3 separate regions of the Mus musculus genome follow, and all the other regions are linked to region 3. A link is a contact called in public HiChIP or PLAC-seq data. All regions are on one chromosome and are shown on one strand. The core of a region is the stretch at or near the end of the contact, and the rest is flanking DNA. Distances in the headings are between cores, read along the strand shown.

What was found. HiChIP or PLAC-seq counts read pairs in DNA pulled down with a chosen protein or histone mark.
Region 1: an H3K27ac HiChIP or PLAC-seq map of bone marrow-derived dendritic cells shows a contact between it and region 3, with 2.9 times the contacts expected there. The contact joins the enhancer-like site here to the promoter of Rabep1 in region 3. A contact is called at or near these places in 4 of 484 Hi-C or Micro-C datasets (bone marrow-derived macrophages, nephron progenitors and peritoneal macrophages), 4 of 115 datasets of contacts at active chromatin or transcription factors (the SCID.adh cell line, bone marrow-derived dendritic cells, bone marrow-derived macrophages and 1 more) and 2 of 9 other capture datasets (adipose tissue and pancreatic islet).
Region 2: an H3K4me3 HiChIP or PLAC-seq map of bone marrow-derived macrophages shows a contact between it and region 3, with 2.9 times the contacts expected there. The contact joins the promoter of Zfp3 here to the promoter of Rabep1 in region 3. A contact is called at or near these places in 8 of 39 promoter capture datasets (3T3-L1-derived adipocytes, cranial neural crest, embryonic stem cells and 5 more), 3 of 15 datasets of contacts at CTCF or cohesin (CD8 T cells, the NIH/3T3 cell line and large pre-B cells), 4 of 484 Hi-C or Micro-C datasets (Th1 cells, bone marrow-derived macrophages, cerebral cortex and 1 more), 4 of 115 datasets of contacts at active chromatin or transcription factors (the SCID.adh cell line, bone marrow-derived macrophages, embryonic stem cells and 1 more) and 4 of 9 other capture datasets (adipose tissue, liver, macrophages and 1 more).

The regions. Positions count from the first base shown.
Region 1 is chr11:70,916,797-70,919,496 of GRCm38.p6, forward strand. Rabep1 (rabaptin, RAB GTPase binding effector protein 1) reads left to right here. Exons shown (of 18, transcript NM_019400.3): 9 at 519-986; 10 at 2,381-2,485. Among named protein-coding and RNA genes, the nearest start is that of Nup88, 52 kb to the right of the region's middle. Within about 2 kb of position 1,310, at least 33 of the 459 cell types and tissues checked have an H3K27ac peak or open chromatin away from gene starts, as enhancers often do. A contact at or near this core is called in bone marrow-derived dendritic cells and bone marrow-derived macrophages, where this site is marked.
Region 2 is chr11:70,763,116-70,765,815 of GRCm38.p6, forward strand. Zfp3 (zinc finger protein 3) reads left to right here and starts at 1,332. Exons shown (of 2, transcript NM_177565.3): 1 at 1,332-1,434.
Region 3 is chr11:70,843,447-70,846,146 of GRCm38.p6, forward strand. It overlaps Rabep1 (rabaptin, RAB GTPase binding effector protein 1), which reads left to right and starts at 1,315. Exons shown (of 18, transcript NM_019400.3): 1 at 1,315-1,562. The coding sequence starts at 1,529.

The DNA of each region.
Region 1 (2,700 bases), core at 60-2,559, 73 kb after region 3:
TAAGAGCCTGTTTACTTGCTTAAACACTCAAGAAACTGTACACATCTTAAAATTAGAAGTTGTATTTTGTCCGGGCGGTGGCGGTGCACGCCTTTAATCTCAGCACTTGGGAGGCAGAGGCAGAGGCAGGTAGATTTCTGAGTTTGAGGCCATCCTGGTCTATAGAGTGAGTTTCAGGACATCCAGGGCTACAAAGAGAGACCCTGTCATCCAGGGCTACAAAGAGAGACCCTGTCTTGAAAACAACAACAACAACAACAAAAGGTTGTATTTTGTTCACATGTCTAACCTGTGCCTGAATATTACCTAACAAACAGAAGAGATTTACTTGATAAATGGCTAAGTGATTATATGAAGGCAGAAAATTGAGTATGTTTAATATGTGGTGTTATATATATATGTGTGTGTGTGTGCGTGTGTATGTGTATATGTGTGTATGCATGTATGTATGTATGTATGTATTACATGGTGGTTCAGAGAATTATCTAACTTGAAAATAATGTATTTTCACATTTCAGGAGCATTTAGACAGCACCCATGGGTCAGTCCATTCCTTGGATGCAGACTTGATGTTACCATCTGGAGATCCATTTAGTAAATCGGACAATGACATGTTTAAAGATGGACTCAGGAGAGCTCAGTCTACAGACAGCTTGGGAACCTCAAGCTCATTGCAATCCAAAGCTTTAGGCTATAACTACAAAGCGAAATCTGCTGGAAATTTGGATGAGTCGGATTTTGGACCACTGGTTGGAGCAGATTCTGTGTCTGAGAACTTTGATACTGTGTCCCTTGGGTCACTGCAGATGCCAAGTGGATTTATGTTAACCAAAGATCAAGAAAGAGCAATTAAGGCAATGACACCTGAGCAGGAGGAGACAGCATCCCTCCTCTCCAGTGTCACCCAGGGTATGGAGAGTGCATATGTATCTCCCAGTGGTTACCGCTTAGTGAGTGAGACGGAATGGAATCTCCTGCAGAAAGAGGTGAGATATTCTGACCTTGTTTCTTTTGTTCTCTTTTTGTTTTGAGACACAGTTTCATATAGCCCAAGCTAGCCTTCAACTTACTATATAGTGAAGATGACCTTGAAACTCAGAGGATGTATCTTTATCCTCCTGCCTGCACCTTGCCAACCCTGAGTGCACCACCACAGCTTGCTCTCTTCTCTCTCTGGAGGGAATAGGTAACTGATATTCATTGTTGATTCAGGAGATAGTTCCTGGAGTCAGCACAGGCCTGTGCTGCCAGCAAGAATGTGTTGGCACATACCCACCCACTGTCAAGTCTGCCTGTCACAGGAAGCTGGCTAGCCAGTGGTGTTAACAAGCATCACAGTTAGAACAGCCTGAATTTGAGTTTTCAGTTTATTCGAGCTGAGTGAATGCTATGACTCACTCACTTATTTTTTTCTTTCCTTTTAAAATGTAGAAGTGGTCAAGCACCTGATATAGAGCGTGGGTTTAAGGAGGATTGGGAAACATGGGAGAGGGAAAAAAGGCACCCTTGATGAAAAGTAATTTTTCTCAAAATATTTTTAAATGTAAAGATTAAGTATTAAGAATCTAAGTTGTGTTGGGTGTGGTGACACACAGCTTTAATCCCAGCACTCAGGAGGCAGAGGCAGGCGGGTCTTTATGAGTTTGAAGCCAGCCTGGTCTACAAAATGAGTCTAGGACAGCCAGGGCTGTTATACAGAGAAACCCTGTCTGGAAAAATAAAACCAAAAAGGAATGTAAGTTGTATTTGCACACTGCTTTACAGATCTCAAGCCCTTTCACATACCTCATCTCTTTGAGCTTTCTGATCATAAATGAGGCAGTCAGGTCACAACTGTGCCCAGTTACAGATGAAGAAACTGGCTCAGAAAGATCGAGCAGAGCCTGTGTTAGACTCTAGGAGTTCTGGCCGTAGTGCTTTCCCTTCTCAGGGCTCCTTCTCTTTGGAGAAGCACGCAGTAAATGGAGCAGCCTGCTAAACCTAAGTACATTGTCCTTGAGCCATGCCGGACATGTCAAGACCATGCTGCTTCCGGAGCTCATGATGGGGGACTCGCTGCTGCCTGTCTTTCCTTCCTCCTTTTGTTAGGTAGTGTTGAGTGTATGGTGTAGCACCTCTTGCTTGCTCTGTGTGTTCTTCAAATGTGGTGTTTTGTGGCCCTTGGTGCTAAGTTGTGTCCATTGTTTTTCTATCATACTTGTACTAGAAATTACAACTTCTAGAATCTGACACTATATTTTAACTTTTTCCTGTAAATCTCTGAAGCATTTACTCTGTGCTATGCATTGAGTAACATTGGTAAGAACGTGTGTTTGTTCCTTGAGTATGAGACAGAATTATTTTGTTTTGGCTGATAAGTGGTAATTTTGGTGCCCTTCAGGTACATAATGCTGGAAATAAGCTTGGTAGACGTTGTGATATGTGTTCCAATTATGAAAAACAGTTACAAGGAATTCAGATTCAGGAAGCTGAAACAAGAGACCAGGTGAGTTTCATTAGAGCCACAGAGTTGCATTTTTTTTTCCGTCTGCTATATGAAGTGTATCTATCTGGTTATGGAATAATCTAGCACACACAGCGGCAACAGTGGCAGCTGATTTCCAATGAGAGCCCAGTAGGAATGGGTATCCATTTTTCATTAGCATGCTAACACTATATCAGCTAGCTCAGCCCTCAGAGGTGCCAGCAAACCTTAGCACC
Region 2 (2,700 bases), core at 82-2,581, 80 kb before region 3:
CTTGCTCAGGTTTAGTTATTCCCTCCCTGTGCCCCCATCTCTCCCTTTGGGAATAGTCATGTGTATTCTGCACTGTTATATTTTGGAGCATCGGGATTACAGTTGCTCATGGGCTCTGGGGATTCGAACTCAGGTCCTTCCACTGCATGGCAAGTGCTTTAACTCCATGAGTCATCTCCCCAGCCCTTACCTCAGAACTAGTTACTCAAAACTAGTTACCCCCCCTGCCTTTTCTTCAAATGTCTTGTTTTTATTTCATTTATTTATTTTGTTTAACAGTACTAGGGGTTGAATTTAGGGCCTACCTAGCACATTCCAGGCAAGTGCTCGACCTCTAAGCCACACCCCCAGCCTCCTTTGCCTTTTCTCGGTTCAGATCTCCTTGTTTAGGTCTATTACAAAGACCATGGCTTCAGAAAAGACCTGATTCCTTACAAATGTTGCTTCAAACTGCACCACCTTCCCAGATAGCAACTGGAAGGAAGGACTGTTCAGTCTTATTTGTATCTAATGTTCACCTCTGGACCAGTCAGAAGGAAGGGGATAATGTGATTAGTCAAGCCAGGGCCACCACTGAGCATAATTAATTCAAGGCCAGTCCTAACTGCCTCAACCTCTCCCTCCCCCACACAGAGATCTACTTCACTGGGCTTGGTTGCTCACTTCAGCAGTTGGAAGGCTGAGGCAGGAGGATCACCACATTCATAGTCACATACGTGCTGTGCTAAAAGACCAAATTTATTCAAGAAGAGAGAAAGGCCAGCAAATAGTGCAGTTCCCATTGCCTGCGGAAAACGGAAATCACACTCAACCTTGAGTTTTTTGTCAAAGCATCACTCCCTGAAGCCTTCCTGACCTCAAAGCAGGCCTCCCCTCCCCCCTCGCTCCTAGAAGATGACAGGCGCACCCTAAATCTAGGAACCGGAGTTGACAGACTCTTGGAAAGCGGGAGGTGAGGCACAAACGCGGCTGCTCGACACGTCCCCGCGGGAAGCGTGGCGGAGTTTCGAGTTTTCCAGCCCACGGAAACGTCAGGGGCGCGCAGAGCGGCTGCTGCGGGGCGGAAGTGCATCCCCGGGGCCCGTCTAGGAAACCGGGAGGACCCTGCGCGTCAGTGGTCAAGGGACACAGTGGGTTTCGCGAGGTGCATGGGACATTCCAGCTAGCCGACCGGCCCTGTCCGACCGGGCGAAGATGGGGTGAATGTGGGCGAGAACGGCAGACGGGAAAGCTGAGACGGGCATGGGGGCGTGGGCTCGCTGGCCACCTGTTCCTCCCGCGAGTGCGGCTCGCGCGGATTGGCCGCAGTGCGCCCGGTACCGGAAGTGGCCGGCGTGGGTCGCCCGTGACACCAGACAACAGCTGCGGTTCTGTGCGCGCCGCGGTGCAGCGCCTCGGGCCCGGCGGAGGGAGCGTGGGCGGCATCCGCCAGCGGTGAGGCCTCTCTGGTTCCGTCGTGCCCGGGGGAGGAGGGCGCGGGGCTCCCGGCCTGGAGCTGGAGTTCTGACTGTAGGCCCGCCCCTGACTCGGGTTTGCTGTGTGACCTTGGACTTTATGGCATCGGGGGCTCCTACTCATTTGCACACGGAGAGGGTGGAGCCTGGGCACTGTCAGGGGCCCGATCCTAATTCTGCTTGCAGGCCTTGTCAGCCAGGGAAACTGGAGAAGCAGGCTCCGACACGGGCATGCCAAAGACCTATGCCTATTTTTCTTCTCTCTCTCTCTCTCTCTCATTTCATTCTCTAAGTATACTGCTAGAACGAATAGCAGGCAAAAATTGGGGGCCCCGTGGCATGTTGTGACCTGTGCTGGCAGGCAGGACATTGGCTTACTAAGGTTAAAGAAAGATGATAGAATTGGGACTAAAGAGAAGACACAGTAGTTCTTGCTGCTCTTCCAGAAGACCCTAGTTTGGTTCCCAGAACTCAAATCAGGCGCCTCGTATCATCTGTAACTCATGTGCACACACATCTATAACTCTGTAGCAACACACAACTACACATAGTTAAGAATAATAATAATAATCATAAATGAGACTGAATTGAGCACAGAATTGACAGAGTTCCCTTGATCCTGGATACCAAAGGAGGAAGATAAATAGTGTCTTGGGAGAAAGAACTTTTCTTGTTGTTGCCTTAGTTTGACTTTTTTTTTTTTTTTTGAGATAGGGTCTCCCTACATATCTCTGGCTAGTCTTGAACTCACTAGGTAGATCAGGTTGACTTAAGACTTTCAGAGATCCATCTGCTTCTGTCTTCCATGTGCTGATATTAAAGGTGTGGGTCATCGTGCTCGGCTAAGAACTTATTTTTATAAAACGTTGATACCAGTTATCTGTCAGACACTGCTCTGGTCTCTTTAGGGACAATGGTGAATGGAATCTTCAATTAACCTTTAAAACAACTGCAGACATTCACCCAGATAGCTCAGAAACCTCACTTAATGTTTTCCAGGTATCAGAAATGTGCTAAGCACTGAGGTTAACAAGATGAGTAGAATGTCATCCTTGGTCACATTGTAGAACAGTGGTGCTCAGCCTGTGAGGTGCAACCCCTCTGAGACTTGAATATCCCCTTTACAATATATACACTACCACTCGTAATGGCAAAATTATAATTATGAAGACGCAATGAAAATAATTTTATGGTCGGAGGTCACCACAACGTGTGTACTATGGGGTTGAAGTGGCACTAGGAAGGT
Region 3 (2,700 bases), core at 65-2,564:
GCCTAGTCTTCTACTTTGACTAAAGTCAAACCATTAATGACTATTATGGTTTGAATGTAGGCATCTGCAGTGACTCTGGAGCAGACTTGAGCTTAGAACTTTTAGAATCAGAATAAATGAAGAAGAAAAAGAAAGAAAGAAAGAAAGAAAGAAAGAAAGAAAAAGAAAAAGTAGGACCTAGTAGTGGTCCAACCCTGAAATCTCAGCTTCTCAGGAGGATGAAGCAGGATTGCAGACTCAAGGCTAACCTGGGCCATTTAGGGAGAGGGTGTTTCAAAATTAAAAAAACAGAACAAGAACTATTGCTATAGCTGAGTAGTGGAGTGCTTGCCTACTATGCTTAAGGTTAAATCCCCAGGACTGCAGGAGGGAGAAAAAAAGACTAGCATAGATCCCTGGCCTTTGGGGGTATGTGCACTTGAATAAGCTGGTGAGAGGAGCGTAAGCCCTGGCTGGGCTCCTGGTCTGTTGCTTGTCTTCCTTCTTTCCTCACCTGTCTTGCACCACGAAGGATCTGTGAACACACAGAGCAGCTCAAATGTGTAAGTGCTGTGCCACCTCCTCCAAATGCAGCTGCCCTCTGGCACGTTGAGAAACGTTTACACCCTGTCTTATAGAAAAATGAGAGACTACAGCTTCAGCTACCCAGGGAGGGAATTCTGGGCTCATAGGAAGGCAGGTGGACTTGGTCCTGAAGTGCCAGACTGTGTAGACCCCTTGCCCTAGGAAGGCAGCAAGGTCTGAATGAGGCTGGAAAGGAAAGTCTGGAGTCTCCGTATGGCTCTCTTGCCCAGGCAGAAGGGTGGCACTTTCTCCTGTCAAGAATGCAAGCACTGCGTCTGGCTGTATCTCCAACAGCTTCTCTGGGCTGATCACGTTAAAGTCAAACATAGTCGCTTAATGGAAAAAGTGCATTGGCTTGCACATCTGGGGACCAGACCAAGTTCTGGCCATAACAATTCTTCCTACTTTATATCCTCATTTAAACTTTTCTTAGCCGCTCTACTTTTCAAGGTTATGAGGTTAAGGGACTTTCTCAAGGACACACAACTAGGCAAAGTAGCGGCTGGGTTCGCGTGCACCCAGGGTCTCCTCACTCAGCTTGATATTTTTGTCTGTGTCCTGGGAGCCAAGAGCTTGCACAGTCTTCGTCTTTGCAGCCGCCAGTCTCCAACACCCATAGCTCTCTCATCAGCCTCCCTCTGGCTCCCAGGCCCCGGACCCCTCCTCCCTGGTCTCCCTCCCTCCTGAGGCCCCGCCCCTCCCTTAGGCCAGCGTCACGTGCCGTCCCATCCCCCCGCGCCTGCGCACTGCTTATTTCCCGCTGTCAGGATGAGGAGGCGGAGGTCGGCGCTCCGGTCCGTCTCTGCCCGAGGCTGTGGCGGCGCCGGCGGCTCCAGCCTTAGCGGTTCCTCCCTGGGCGGCGGTGGCCGCGGCTCGGTCGACGCCTCCTCCGCCAGCTGAGCCCGCGGCATCCCGGGACGCCGCTTCCCCGCCCATCCCCGTTCTCCGAGGCCGCCCACTGGCCATGGCGCAGCCGGGCCCGGCTCCCCAGCCTGACGGTGAGGCGCCCACCATGGCGGGCGCGGCCTGCCCGGCGCAGCGTCGTGGGGGCCCTTGGGGGCAGGAAGGGCACGCGCGCGGGCCCGGGGGTGACCCACGGACTGGAGGCGGGGGCGCGCGGGCGACGCGTGCTGGGGCAGCCGGGCTGGGGAGGGAGAGGGAGGCGCGCGCGGGCGGCCGCGGGGAAGGGCGTGGGGAGGCTGCAGGGAGGGAGCCGGCGGAGAGGAAGGTGCGGTGGGATCAGCACGTGGGTTCCTCGGGTGGGGAGGATGGAAATGGAGAGCATGTGCTATATTCCTTAAAGAAAACGCGAGCCCTCGCCTTGGTAGTGGCCGTGTGCCCTCTCGCCCCACCTCCGCTCCCGCCTCCTCAGGCCACGCTCCAGCGCTCTTTGCACCGGACTTGTAAAAGTAACTGTGATCCTAAGCATTGGGTAGCATTCTTTTGAGTGGTTGTGTTGCTTCATGGTAAGGCCGGGCTCATATCTTAGTCTCTTAGGGCCTCAGTTTCTGACGAACGAAGAGCGCTTGATTCATGTCTCTTTATCGAGAAAGATGGGCAAGTCTTGGGCCAGGCGATAAAGATGGCAACGTTCATCTGTAAAAGGATAGTTTAGTATTATTTCGAGAGTGTTAGGGATGAAAAGGTGCTCGAGTGGGCCGAAATCGAGGAGTCAATCGTCTTCTCCATTCCGTCTCTACCGTTCAAGCGATGGGGTCTCACTTTGTGGACCATGATGACCTGAAACTCCTGAGCTATCCTGCCTCAGTTTCCTGAGTAGCCAAGACTTAGACGTGCAGGACAGACTGTCTTAATAATGCTCATATTGGAAGAAAAAAAGGGCCTTGTTCTAAATAAGCCATGATGGTTATTAGAACCCTTTATGACCTTTAAACCGACTGAGCTCTGCCCCAGAGTTTTGACCACATTGTTTCAGGTGTTGTTGTCGTCAACCGGGAGTTATGTTTGGAAAGAATGTGCTCCGTCCTTGGCAAGATCTTACTGTATCTAGTTGGGAAAGTTCTTTCAGGTGTACTTTTCTAATTGGCTTTTGTGCTTAGCATCTTTACCTGTAAGTAGAATGTTGGGATGTGGTGGTTGGCTCAGGAGGTTCTTGGCCTTTTCCAAGAGTAGTCT